Linked DNA regions of Sus scrofa: region 2 is linked to region 1. A link is a contact called in public Hi-C data. All regions are on one chromosome and are shown on one strand. The core of a region is the stretch at or near the end of the contact, and the rest is flanking DNA. Distances in the headings are between cores, read along the strand shown. Region 1 has its middle 9.3 kb from the start of SLC6A19. Region 2 has its middle 19 kb from the start of NKD2.

Region 1 (6,557 bases), core at 2,949-5,448:
TATTCATAATGGTATCTTTTTGCATTTTCCAGTCAACACGTCGTGTTTTCCACAGAGCAAAGCTCGTCTGCCCACTAGTCCCCATTAGGGGTGCACTCACATGCTCGCTACCCGCATTACCCGCTTTTACGTTATTGGGCAGTTCTGTTGCTCCAGACTTCATTCTTAATATCGCTGCAATCAAAATCTTTGTTCGAGGGAGTTCCTGTCGTGGCGCAGTGGTGAACGGATTCGATGAGGAACCATGAGGTTGAGGGTTCGATCCCTGGCCTCGCTCCGTGGGTTCAGGATCCGCCGTTGCCGTGAGCTGTGGTGTAGGTTGCAGACGTGGCTCAGATCCTGCGTTGCTGTGGCTGAGGCTGTGGTGGAGGCCAGTGGCTACAGCTCCGATTCGACCCCTGGCCTGGGAACCTCCATATGCCGCGGGTGTGGCCCTAGAAATGGCAAAAAGACAAAAAAAAAAAAAAATCTTTGTTCGAAGTCCTGCTCCCTCATCCGGAACATCTGGGGCAGATTTTTCGAGACGTGGTTAATTAGGTTGAAGGACATGAAAACTGGAAAGGCCTTGGCCCAGGAGCATCCATTTCTCCCGCCTCCTGAAGCACTGGCGTCATCTCACGCTTTGCCAGTTTAAGTGGGACCTGGGTCTGGGTCTGGTGGTGTCTGTTTGCATGAGTTCTGGTTGGATTGACACTGTTCATGTCTCTTAGCTATTTTGGTAGATTTGTACCATGTTAAGATAAACAATAAAAACCCAGTTCTCTTCACCAGCAAAACAGGCTTACTTGGGAACAGCAGAGTGGCGGAGTCCTGGGCACCAGCCTGGTGAGCCGGGGCTGGTCCTGGGGGCACAAGCCTGGTAAGCCGGGGCTGGTCCGGGGGGCAAAAGCCTGGTGAGCCAGGGCTGGTGCGGGGGACACGAGCCTGGTGAGGTGGGGCTGGTCCTGGGCACACGAGCCTGATGAGCCGGGGCTGGTGCAGGGGGCACAAGCCTGGTGAGCCGGGGCTGAGGCTGGTCCGGACGACTAAGGAGAGGCCTACTTTCTAGGGAGCAGGGGGGCTGGGGGTCCACTGGAGGAAACCAGGGCTCTTCACTGGCTGCGCTGTTGCCAGGCAGGGAGAGGCTCTTGCTCCCGGAGTCACTTCCTACCGGCCCCTGTGTGTGCCAGGGTGGCAGGTGCAAGAGAGCCCCCTCCCTACACCCCCCCCATTTCAGCTGGGTTTCCCTCGATTAATGTCCTTAATTACAAATTGCCATGCCCTTTTTTCTGGGGGAGTGGGGGCCCTGGGCAGTTTTCTGGCCCCTCATGGGTTTGGGGTTCACATTGGTGGCTCAGGGCCACCTGCGGACCCACCTCCTCTCAGCACCCCTGCCCCGAGGTCCGGGTCTGGAATGGGCTCCCCCCGAGTCCCCTCCCTCCCCTCATAGCCAGCAGCCTGGGCAGAACCTCTGAGCTTTGGTTCAACCCTGGGGCCCAGACTCATGGGAGAGACTCAGCCGCTGGATGGGGTGAGGCGTGGAATGGCCGCCCATGGACTTGGGAGTCTCCGGGACACCCCAGCCAGAGGACCCCTTGACTTGACGGGACCAGCGCCACAAGGAGGAGAGAAGCTGGACTCAGGCGCTGTAGGAGGCACAAGGGGCTTGGAAGTGGAGGCCAGGCCGGATGGTCAGAGGCCCGGATGGCTGTTGAAGCAGCAGTGTGAAGAAGGGGGCGAGCTGCAGAGCGTGGCTCAGGAGCCGAGTGGCCACGGCCCACGGAGGGGACGGACATCGGTCAGCAGGACACTAGAACTGGGGGGCCGGGGGGAACGGAGAGGGCACAAGCCACACGGGATTGGGGGCTGAGACAGGGGCGGGGAGTCCTTCCTGTGTGGCCTTGTGGCAGGCTGGACTCTGAGACGACACAGCGAACCAGGCAGGGATCCCCACCAAGCCCTGGGAAGCCACAGGCTGCCGACCGAATTTCCAGGAGGAATTTCCAGCCGCTCTGGGGGCGCCACATCTTCAGCCAGCTCCTGGACCTCTGTTCAGATGAAACTCCGACAGGATGTTGTGGGAAGTTGGGGGGAGAGGGGAGGAGATGGGGTGGGCGGGTCCTCGGCCCGGCACCCCCGCCCCCGCCTGCCCCCCTACTGCCTGCTGCACAGATGAGGCAGCTGAACGCCCTGCCAGGCTGCGGGTGGAGAGGGACCCCTGCGGGCGCCCCAGGTCCCTCTGCCAGCCCCCACCTGCCTGTGCTCCCACCCGGGGCAAGGACTTCACTGGCCTCTCGTAGGGGCTGCACTGGGGTCAAGGACAGCCTCCGTCTGCAGATGAGGTCTCCGCGCTGCCCTCTGCAGCGCGGAGACCTGGGCAGATCATGAGTGCAGGGGTCCGCGGTCTGGAGAGAGTGCAATGGGGGGGCACGTCTTCCACGTGACCCCAGGGCTTCGGAGCAGAGGGGCAGCCTGCGCCGCCCTCCCCAGCAAAGGCTGGGTTCCTGAGAGGGGCAGGGGCAGAGGGGCCGCCAGCTGCCCTGCTCAAGGCATTCCCAGAAACCGGTCAAATTGTTTTCAGGCCGCTGGGGATTAACCATCAACCTGAGGAAATGCCCTCTCAGCGGCCCCCAGGCCAGTACTTTTCCAAAAGGCCCTGCGGAGAAACCCTTTGGGCGTGGGCAGGGCCGGGGCGGGCAGGACTGCCAGGGACTCCACCTTTACACCTGTGGCCCTTTTGAGGGTCCCCACGAGACACCCCACAGGTCACCCCCACTTCCCCAGTCAGGTCCCTCGTCCCCACATCTTCTGGCCCCTCAACTCTCTTCCTGCCTCTCCCTAGCTCACCCCAGACCAGTTCCAGAGCCTTCAGGCCCCTGCACCTGCCACCTCCCCAAGTCAGCCGCTTCCTGCATCCCAGTCCCGCCCCCGCCAGGCTCAGAGCCCTTCCCCAGGCCTTGCAATGAGCTCTGCCTCCCTAGTGGGGAAGGGGGGCTGGGACCCCCAGGACGGCTCCTTATGTAACTATTGAGGAGAACTTAGGTGTGCGGAGCAGGGCAGGGGGTCTGCACGGAGGGGCGCCCAGGCCTGGCAGTTGTGCCTTTGTGCCCAGGCCCAGTCCTGGGCCGGAGCAGCTGCACGGGAGCAGGTGTCCTCGTTACGGGGACAGCTGTGGCCGGAGGCGTGTTGTTGGCCTTTGACAGGCAGAGCGGGCGCTGGTGCAGCTGTACCTCAAGTCAGGTGCTGGGAAGGGAATGCAGTTTAGGGGAACATTTTTATCGTGAAAACAAAATACAGGGTCCACCACCACCAACCATTCTGGAGCCCTTTCTGCATGATCCCGCGGGAGGCTGCGGTGACGGCGGCCACAGCGGCTCTTCCTGGGCTCTTGCTCCCAAGGCCTCCAGCACAGCCAAACAAAGGGGCTGGCGTTTGTGCTGCTCTGTCACCCATGGTCCACCTGGCTGAGTGGTCACTGATGGCCTTCAACGCAGTGGCAGGGGTGGATGGCCCATCAGGAGCAGACCAGACTAGGCACTTCCCTAGCACCTGCTCCGCGAGGTGCCACTGGACACAGGCCACGGGGGGGGGGGGGCAAAAGAGGGAGGAGCTCCGGGGCTCCCACTTTCAAGGATGACCAAGGGAGTTGGGAGAGAGGCAGGCAGGGGTCAGGCCAGCAGTGCGGGCAGGCTGGGGGCCCCTGCGTCCCTGGATCGGAGTCAATGCTGGCTGTAGCGGGGGAGTGATGGGGCAGGGCGGAGGGAGACCCCACCTGGGAGGGAGCACGGGAGCCCAGCAAGGGTGGCGTCTGCAGGTGCACCCCTCGGGACCCTGAGAGGCCCTGGGGTTGACATCGAGAGGAACGAGGGAGGGTGGGCGGCGGAGACCCCGCCCCAAGTGCCAGCCCCACCTGAGGTGCAGCCGCCGGGCACACAGGTGTGGGAGGAGAGGGAGGTGACCCACTGCAGCCACTGGAGGGCCACCTTCGGGGACTTGGACATCAGGAGTGCGTCTTAAGAGAGAAGCGAATGGAAGGAGTAAGAAAGGGAAAGAAGTCCTGAGCAGACCGTTTTCAGGACTTAAACTGTGCTGGTTTCGTAAGATTTCATGTAAAGGGAAGTTAATTCCTTCAGAAGTGCTGCCCCGGCCGGGAAGGGGGTGCTGAAAAGGAGCTGAGGCTCAGGTGTCTTCAGCTCACCTGCAGCCCCACTGGGGAGGGGCGGGGCCAGGAAGGGCGGAGCCAGGGGAGCACCCCCCCCACCCCCCGGGGACTGGGCTCCAGGATCTGGACTCCATTCCTGAACCTCCGCAGGTGGTCGGGGGCGGCCAGGCAGGATGTCAGGGGTGCGGGCGTCGTTGAGAGCCTGAAGCGGGGAAGGACACCAAGCTCTGGGGACCCCCCTGCGGGTCAGAGAGGCCCCAACCCCACCAGGACATGGGGCCGCCCAGAGTGGACTCAGGAACCTTGGAGGTAGTGCTTGGGAGAAGGTTCTAGAGCAGGAGGACAGGTGAGAGCTGCGGGGCCCAGGGCTGCAGGATCGGCCAGGCTGGGCTGGGGGATCCGCAGGCACTGGTGCAGGGACCAGGCACTCCAGGCTGGACACGGGCCGGGTGTGGCCTTCGACAGTGGCCAAGGTTCAGAGGGCAAAGGTCACAGAGGTGGGCAGTACCTGAGTCAGCGCCGAACACGTGAGAGGCCGGCAAAAGTGTCCAGGAGGGCGGGGAGGGGCAGAGTCTTCAGAGGAGCGGCCGGGTCAGAGGTCGAATGTCGCAGGAAGGAGGCGGGGCTGGGCTGGGGAGGGGCAGGCTCAGGGGTGGCTGGGGGGCAGGATGGCCCCCACACCGAAGTCCATGGGGCTGGGAGAGGAGTGGCCTCCGGGAAGCCCCTTCCCCACAAGCTCAGCTCACCTGAGTAGGTAGGACCACCTCACTCTGGGGTCAGCAGCCCCAGCCCCCATCTCTATACAACGCCCCACCTCCGGTGGAACAAGCCAGGCCCCCCCCGGCCTCTGTCCCCTCCCCCCCTCCAATGCAGGGACAGCTGTGGCCTGCTCTCCCTGGCCCCGGGGACTCTGCCTGGGGTCAGCCCTGTGTCCTTTCCCTCTGGTCACCTTGGCCCAGGACGAGGCCTGGCCCCATCACAGACCCCAAGTCGCCACGGCTCAGAGCCCAGCCTTGCCTGCCGGCCTCAGCTCAGGAAAACGGCAAACCTTGGCCCGATGGCCCTGGGCCTCTGCCCCCCAAAGGGCAAGACTGGACAGTCCAGGAGGACCCCAGGTGGCCCGCACACCTTGGCCCCGATGGCCCTGACCCCCTGCCCCACACTCCTGTCCCAAGTGCTGACAGGACAAGCCCCTTGCACGTGGGCCCCCCACCCCCCGCCCCATTGTGCCCGGGCAGGTGAGCAGGGTGGGAAGGGGCAAAGGGACCAGTCGAGTCAGGAAGGGGGGGGGGCATGGGATTTCCTCCTGACTGGGGGGGGCGGTTCTCAAAGGAGGCTCTGCTCTGAGCCAGCTGCCCTGGTGGGAAAAGCTCAGAGGAGCCCGGGCTGTCCTTGTGGGGGTCATTGTCCTGGGAGGCGGGGCGGAGGGCCGGAGCCCCTGGGTTCCCCAGACCCCAGTGCACCCGGGGTGAGGGCACTCTGCGCAGGGTGGCTTCGGGGAACGCAGCCCCCCCACTCCCCGCCCTCCTGGACCATCCCTCTCCCCGAGGCGCCCCGTTGGCCCCCTGGGTGCCATCCCTCGTGCCAGCGTCTGGGTGCTGTGGAGGCGTCTTTGTTGGACGGCAGGTCATGGAGCCCAGCCCAGGACTCCATCATTGCTCTGCTCAGAGGCCAGGCAGGTGGCCTGGGGCCCCAGCTCCACCGGCCGCCCCTTCCCCAACCAGTTCCTTCCCGGGCCGGGGAGGGAGGTTCCCAGGGAAGGAGGGGTGGTGGGTGTGGATGTGAGGGTCCCCCACACCCCCTGGGGGGCTTTCCTGTTTCCCACGGAGGGGGGAGAGGGGCAGAATCCTTGCCGGGCATGCAAGGTGGGCTGCCGGGGTATGGAAATTGAAGATGGGCCTGGCCAGGAGGACACATCTGGCCAAACTGCCCTGGGCCCTTCGCCAGGACCCGGGACACTGGCAGAAGTCGTAAAGGAAGGAAAGACAAAGCCTGCCCCTGCCCCACACTCTCCTGCTGAGTGGGCCCTCTCCTGGGTGCCCAGGAAAGCCCCAGGCCAGCACGCCGTGGGGCGGTTGCGTGAGGGTCTGGGTGCCATGGCCCTCGGGGAGTCCTGAAGGCTGGTGAGCAGGCCCTACCCTGCGAGGGGCCGGGATGCTCCGTGGTCCCTGTTGGTGGGGGGGCAGAGTGAAAAGGCAGCTCCAGGACCAATGGGTGAGCTGGCACGGCCCAGATTCCCAGCGAGTTGAGTGGAGATGTGCTGGAGCCCCAGGGGCCTTCCCCACCCACGCAGGCAGCCTCGCGCCCCTTCTGGCTCCTGGGTCTCAGATCCCAGGACCCCAGTTACGGGAACAGGACAAAAGCTGAGCCCTGAGGAGAGAAACCCAATGAGCCAGCAAGTTCCACCCACCCCCAC
Region 2 (6,557 bases), core at 1,757-4,256, 120 kb after region 1:
CCAGGCTAGGGGTCGAACTGGTGCTACAGCTGCCGGCCTGCATCACAGCCACGGCAGTGCAGGATCTGAGCGGCATCTGCGACCTACGCCACTGCTCACGGCAACACCAGATCCTCCACCCTCTGAGCCAGGCCAGGGATTGATCCCACATCCTCATGGATCCTAGCTGGGTTTGTTAAGCCCCGAGCCACGGAGGGAACGCCCCTTGAGAGTGTTTCGGATGCCATGCAAGGAAATAGAGGTTTTGGATGGTTTATTTCCCTCCAAGGTCCATTTAATTCCCTTCTGGGGGAGTCAAGCTCTGAGTCAAGGAATCTAAACACCCAAGAAGTTTAGAAAAATCACAAACAAAAAGCCGCAAATGAGGGAGCTTATAACATCTGAAGCAGAAGCGTTAGGACAGACAAATTATTTGATGTAAGTATGACAAATACCCTTTTTGTTGTTGTTGTTGTTGTTGTTGTTGTTGTTGTTGCTATTTCTTGGGCCGCACCCGCGGCATATGGAGGTTCCCAGGCTAGGGGTCGAATCGGAGCTGTAGCCGCCGGCCTACGCCAGAGCCACAGCAACGCGGGATCCGAGCCGTGTCTGCAACCTACACCACAGCTCACGGCAACGCTGGATCGTTAACCCACTGAGCAAGGGCAGGGACCGAACCCGCAACCTCATGGTTCCTAGTCGGATTCGTTAACCACTGCACCACAACGAGAACTCCACAAATATCCTTTTAAAATAAGGGGAGACACTAGCAATTGGGGCAAAAAATACCCTGAAAAAAAGAAGAAAGTAGAAATAGTAGGTACACAATAATTGAAAGAACAAACTATTTTGAAGGCACAATAAAACTATTACGAGGCTCAAAAGGTTGCCAACAAAACCCACAATGAAAAGTTTTTGGAGGAAACCTCAAAATGAAAACAAACCCAGAAAAACTGCAAGAGATACAAGGAGGAAAAAAAAGAAAGATTAAAACTATATCTTTATAAGGTTTATTGTTGTCTTAAGAAAAAACTAAGACCAAAGAAAAGAAACACCTACACATATGCCCACGACCCCAGAACAAAAACCCTCGGTAGTGCTGAGAGATGTGGAGACCAGAGGCCCTGGTCTGGCCGCGCCTTTGCTCTCAATGGGAATAAAGGCAAAAAGAAAAATGACAGGAAAGCTGGGGCAGATGGGAATCCCAGCAATGCTGGAAAGTCAGCGATCTCTGCGAAGCTGGGCGCCCCCCCCCACCCCCATGTGCGCTGGATGCCCCTCCAAGGTCCCTTCCCCCACTGACCACTCCTCCTGGCCTCGGCCTCGGAGTCCAGGCGCCCAGGGCTTTGTACTGGGCTCCCGGGCTGTGTCTCAGGAGAGGCGCCATCTCCTGGTCCCTGGGCACGAGACAGCCTTGGCTCCTCTCCAGGGTGCCAGCCTGGGCGCCCCTCCCTCCAGCAGCCCACCCAGCGTGAGCCCCATCGCTCGTCCCCGCTCTCACGGCCAGCACCTCCTCCTCTAGGGGCTCCAGACAAAACCCCAGCTCATCCTGTCCCGTCCCTCCCCTGAGCCATCAGTGCCCAGCTCTCCTTCCAACGCCCCCACCGGATCCCCCTTCCAGGCCCCATCCGCTGCCCTGGGCGCTGGCCACAGCCTCCCGTGCCCCCATCGCACAGCCTCCAAGGGGCCAAGGGATCCGTAGAACTGAGCTGCAGGCCCCCACTAACAGATGAACACGTGCTGCCCTGCAGAAACAGAGCCCGCGCCCTGCCGTCCAGCCCCAGGCCAGGGGTCTCCGCCTGAGCCCACGGCCTGGTCCCGCACCATGGGTTTCAGTTCAGGTTGCACCCGGACGCACCACCCGTCCTGTCCTCTGCCTCCACGGCTGCCGCGTGGACACTGCAGGCACAGACACACTCCCAGCGGGCAGCCTGGCCAGGCGGCTGACCCCGGGCCAGGGCAGGGCCAGTGCCCTGGGCGGAGGTGACTGAGAAGGCCCCTCCTGTCCATCCCTGGACTCTCAGACCCCTTCCGCTTCCTGGGGCCACCTCCCGCTCCGTCCCCGGGTCGGAGGCCCTGTCTGCCTGGTGGGGTCACCTTACCCGCGCCCTCCTTGGATCCACGGTCTGCGCTCGGCGTGTCCCTGTGGGGAAGGCCCTTCTGAAGGCGGGACCCCACCTCACTGCTGCAGCCCCAGAGCCTGGAGGAGGTGCTCCCACCACGGGGGCCCCAGAAATGGCTGAGATGGGGGACAAAGAAGGAAAGACAGGGGATTGAGTCGGGGACGCTGGCTGTTCTGTGAGGCCCGGGGCCGGGGGTCTGGGCTCTGCCCCAGCTCCCACGGGTGGGGGGGTCTGCGGGGGGGGGTGCCTTCATCACTGCTGTCCTGGATCCCGTGCTCCCCCAAACCCCGGCTGGACCGCAGAGCTGTGGCTGGTCCCCAAGGCCGTGTGGCACTCGTCAGGGTCCCACCAGTCCTGTGCCCTCGTGTGGGGGCAACGTGAAGATGCAGGTTCTTGTTTCAAGTTATGAAGCAAACGTTCTCCTCGCGCCACACGTCCAGCCACGGGTGAGGGTTCGAATTCCAACTTCAGGGAAGTTAAATTCCTTCTAAACCATAGCGAGAAAGTTTGTAACAAGTGGGTGCCACATTCTGCTGCCAGTTAAAGCGACTGTTGGACCTGTTCCGTGGAGTCATTTGAATCTGGGCACATGCTACGCCCTTCGCAAAGCCTTAAAGTCGTGAACCCAAGTACAAACTTCAAAAATAATGAATGCAATTTAAGGACAATAAATAAACTTCAAAGCCCTGAAAAACAGCAGAACCTCATCAAAGCAGAGAAAACAAATCTGTTTCCAGTTCAGATTTGAAACCCGACCAGTGGCTCCGAGTCGGATGTTGAGAAACGGCTTGCGAAACCCTTTGGAACGAGGGCTGGCCCCCTCCCCCCGCAGTCACGGCGCGGAGCTGTGCCCGGAGGGCGGCCGCGGTCACTGTCCTAGCGAGGGGTGCGCAGGCGCCGACGGCGAGGACCGGTCCCTCGAGGGGAGGCTGCGGGACGTCTGCCGTGCGGCGGTTCTGAGAGCAGCCCCTTCTCCATGCTGGGCACCTGCCAGCAGCGTCAGCTCAGGGCCTCCCTGCGGCCGAGCGCCCCCTCCCGCGCCGGGGACACGGGGAGCAGAGCCAGACACGGGGTGGTCAGCAAGACGAGCCGCGGGTTCAATGCGCAAAGACGGCTTTTGATGGGCGCCCTGCGGACCTGCTGAGAATCAGTAACTGGCCCCGCACGAGGGCCCTGTAGTGACGGAGCACACACAGCCACACACACTCGCGCGCGTCTCTCCCCGCGACCCTGGTGGCCCAGAAGGGTCAGAAGCCGCCAAGTTCCAGGCCCTCAGGCCGCGGCCTCTGCCAAGAACGGACCACAGGGCCGGCCTTCTGGGACGTGGCCCTTCCGCTCCAGCTCCGGCCGGGGGTCATTCTCCGCCAGCGTCTCGGTGACACAGCGCCTCGCGTCGCTCAAGGTGGAAACGGGCCCGGGGGTCGCGGGCCGGCGGCTGAGCCACGGCCTGAGCTCTCAGGGGTTCTGATGCCACCATGGCCCCGACTTTCTGTCTCAACCACCTCCTTCGCTGCCGCTCGGACCCGTGTCTCCCGTCTCACCAGCGTCCGGGAGGTGCCCGTCTTGCTCCGAGACCCTCCTCGGCCACCCCGGAGGCAGCGCGGCCACCGCGTCTTCGAGGAAACGGACGCACTCACTGTCACCGCGACCCTCCTCTGGCGGGTCACCCTCGCCGTGGGCGACGCCACCCGCAGAAAGGCCGGCGGGGCTGCCAACCTGCCCCGAGCCGCCAGGGCCCAAGCGGCCGCTCAGCTGCCCTCTCCCCACGCTTACCCAGTGCCTGCCAGGCGCGGGGCCCCGACGACGGTGTCCGGGAACCGGCTCCTGCTGTCAGGGCCCCGGCAGCCCTGAGGGAGTAACGTCCCTCTGCCGGCCGCAGGCTCCCGAGCCTTGAACCTGAGCTGCCCTCCGCAGGGACATGGGAGCCGCTGCAGTCGATTCCTAACCCACTGGGCCACAGGGGGAGCTCCTGCAGGAGCGTTGTAATTACAGCTTCATTTCCCTTTTATTTATTTATTTTTTTTTTTGTCTTTTGTCCTTTTAGGGCCACACCCACGGCATATGGAGGTCCCCAGGCTAGGGGTCTAATTGGAGCTACAGCTGCTGGACTGCTCCACAGCCACAGCAAGAGGGGTGCGAGCCCCATCTGCGACCTACACCCCTGAGCGAGGCCAGGGATCGTACCCGCAACTTCATGGATCCCAGTCGGATTCGTTTCCCCTGCGCCCCGACGACAGGAGCTCCGACGGCTTCATCTCCTTAAGTGACTCCCATTCCTCCTTTTTTTCCTGCCTGAGTTTTGGAAATTTGTGTTTATTGAGGAATTCATCCATTTCCTTTGTGTTTTCAAATCAAACGGGAGAAAAGGGTTACAAAGTACTCTCTTCAGGCCTTAACTGTCCCATAGAAAGTCATTTTTCACTTGCTAATTCTTTAACTTTGGCCGCTCCCACGGCATGTGGAAGTTCCTGGGCCAGGGATCACACCTGTGCCGCAGCAGTGGCGGCGCCGTATTCTTAACAGCGAGGCCACCAGGGAGCTGCACCACTTTCTATTTTCAGCATTAGTAATTCGGGCTTTTTCTCCATCAGTTGGCTTCTGCCAGGGTTTTGTCGGTGTGCTCAGTCTTTCCAAAGAGCCGACTTTTAAAAACCGTGCTTTACCGGGAGGTCTCTATTTGCTCAGCTTCCATCCTTGCCTGTCTTCTGTCTTTCCTACCACTTTTCAGTGGCTTAATTTGCTCTTCTTTAATTTCCTAAGATCAGTAATTAGGTCTTCAGGAGCTCCCTGCGAGCCTCAGAGGTTAACAAACTCAACTAGTACCCATGAGGATGTGGGTTTGATCCCCGGCCTCGCTCAGTGGGTTAAGGATCCGGTGTTGCCGTGAGCTGTGGTGTGGATTGCAGTCGAGGCTTGGACCTGGCGTTGCTGTGGCTGTGGTGTAGGTCACAGAGGAGGCTGAGTTCTGATGTGGCTGTGGCTGTGGTGTAGGTGGGCAGCTGCAGCTCCAGCTGGACCCCTAGCCTGGGAGCCTCCATGTGCCGCAGGTAAGGTACTAAAAAAAAAAATGGAAAAGCTCATTGGTCCTCAGTCTTTTCCCTTAAATACTCATTTAAGGGTTTAAACTTCCCACAAGTTTAAATTTGTCATTTTTTATCATTCTATTCAAAAGTTTCTCAGTTCCGCTGTGATTTATTTTTGGACCCGGGGTTTATCTAAAAGTTTATTGCTTAATTTCCCAACACTGGTGGTTTCCTTCTTTTTCTCTCTCTTTTTTTTTTTTTTTTTTTGGTCTTTTGTCTTTTTAGGGCCACACCCACGGCATATGGAGGTTCCCAGGCTAGGGACTGAATCTGAGCTATAGCTGCCGGCCACGGCCACGGCCAGAGCCACGCGGAACCCGAGCTGCGTCTGCGACCTACACCACAGCTCAGGGCAACACTGGATCCTTAATCCGCTGAGGAGGCCAGGAGTCGAATCCGAAACCTCATGGTTACTAGTCAGGTGCGTTAACCACTGAGCATGACGGGAACTCCCGGCGGTTTCTTAAGTCGTGTTTCTGCGGGTCCTCGGTGGTCGGAGAAAATCGGCCCCAGGCGCGCAGAACCTCCAGTCCTGTGGCGTCTTTTGCTCTATGACCCGCTTGCTGCCGCGTCAGTTACGGGTTCTGCCTGGTGTTTTAGGCAATGAATCGCTGTTCTGCGTGTATCAATTATGTAAATATCTTCTGGCCGTTTGTCACCAGCTGCTAAGTCCTGCTGAGGGCCGCTGCCAGGACTTTGTCCTGTAAACTCTGACGTCCCCTCTTGGGCTTTGCTGGTGTGCACAGATGCACGGCCCCGCCTGGTGGATGGTCTGTGCAGCACCGGGAAGGCCTTGACCTTAGAGGCCAGACGACGGCCGCCGCGCCGGCCCCTCGTGTGGCGTGTGTCCCGTGGGCCGCAGCTCGTGTCCCACAGGCCCCGCAGCTGCACAGCGTCCACCTGCACTGGGATTTGCGACGGGTCGGCCCCTCCGTGGCTCCACGCCCGCTGCGCCCCTCTGGGGCCTCCACCCAGGACATGCCCCCTGCCTGAGTAAGCCACCTGGTGCCCTGTTGGCACCCGTCCTGGCAGTGGTGCCTCTCTGGCTTTCAGGGTGGACGGTGCCCCCTCCACCACCACTGCCCACACAGGCAGGAAGTCTGGTCGTGCTCACATCCTCAGCCCCACGAAGACGCCCGTCTGTTCTTCTCTGGGCTCCACCATGTTGTGGCTCCTTTTGAAGTGATATTTCTGCTCTCCTCTGACCTCTAAATACGGCCCCTGTCCTTGGTGTTCAGCAGGTTTCCTGTGGCCTCTCGACACACGGCTTTCTCGTGCTGACCTTGGCGTTGGCCCTGCGTCCGCACTCTCTCCGGGGCTCGAAACACACGCCCGGCGTCCCACGTTGCCATCGCGTCTTCATCTGTTAAAT

What was found. A called contact is a pair of places that touch in the nucleus more often than the background predicts.
Region 2: a Hi-C map of liver shows a contact between it and region 1, with 2.2 times the contacts expected there. The contact joins two enhancer-like sites. A contact is called at or near these places in 1 of 5 promoter capture datasets (liver), 8 of 47 Hi-C or Micro-C datasets (embryonic fibroblasts, fetal liver, heart right ventricle and 4 more) and 1 of 2 datasets of contacts at active chromatin or transcription factors (alveolar macrophages).

Annotation. Positions count from the first base shown.
Region 1 is chr16:79,316,938-79,323,494 of Sscrofa11.1, forward strand. No RefSeq gene overlaps it. Among named protein-coding and RNA genes, the nearest start is that of SLC6A19, 9.3 kb to the left of the region's middle. Within about 2 kb of position 4,199, at least 11 of the 83 cell types and tissues checked have an H3K27ac peak or open chromatin away from gene starts, as enhancers often do. A contact at or near this core is called in fetal liver and liver, where this site is marked.
Region 2 is chr16:79,435,300-79,441,856 of Sscrofa11.1, forward strand. No RefSeq gene overlaps it. Among named protein-coding and RNA genes, the nearest start is that of NKD2, 19 kb to the left of the region's middle. Within about 2 kb of position 3,007, at least 10 of the 83 cell types and tissues checked have an H3K27ac peak or open chromatin away from gene starts, as enhancers often do. A contact at or near this core is called in fetal liver and liver, where this site is marked.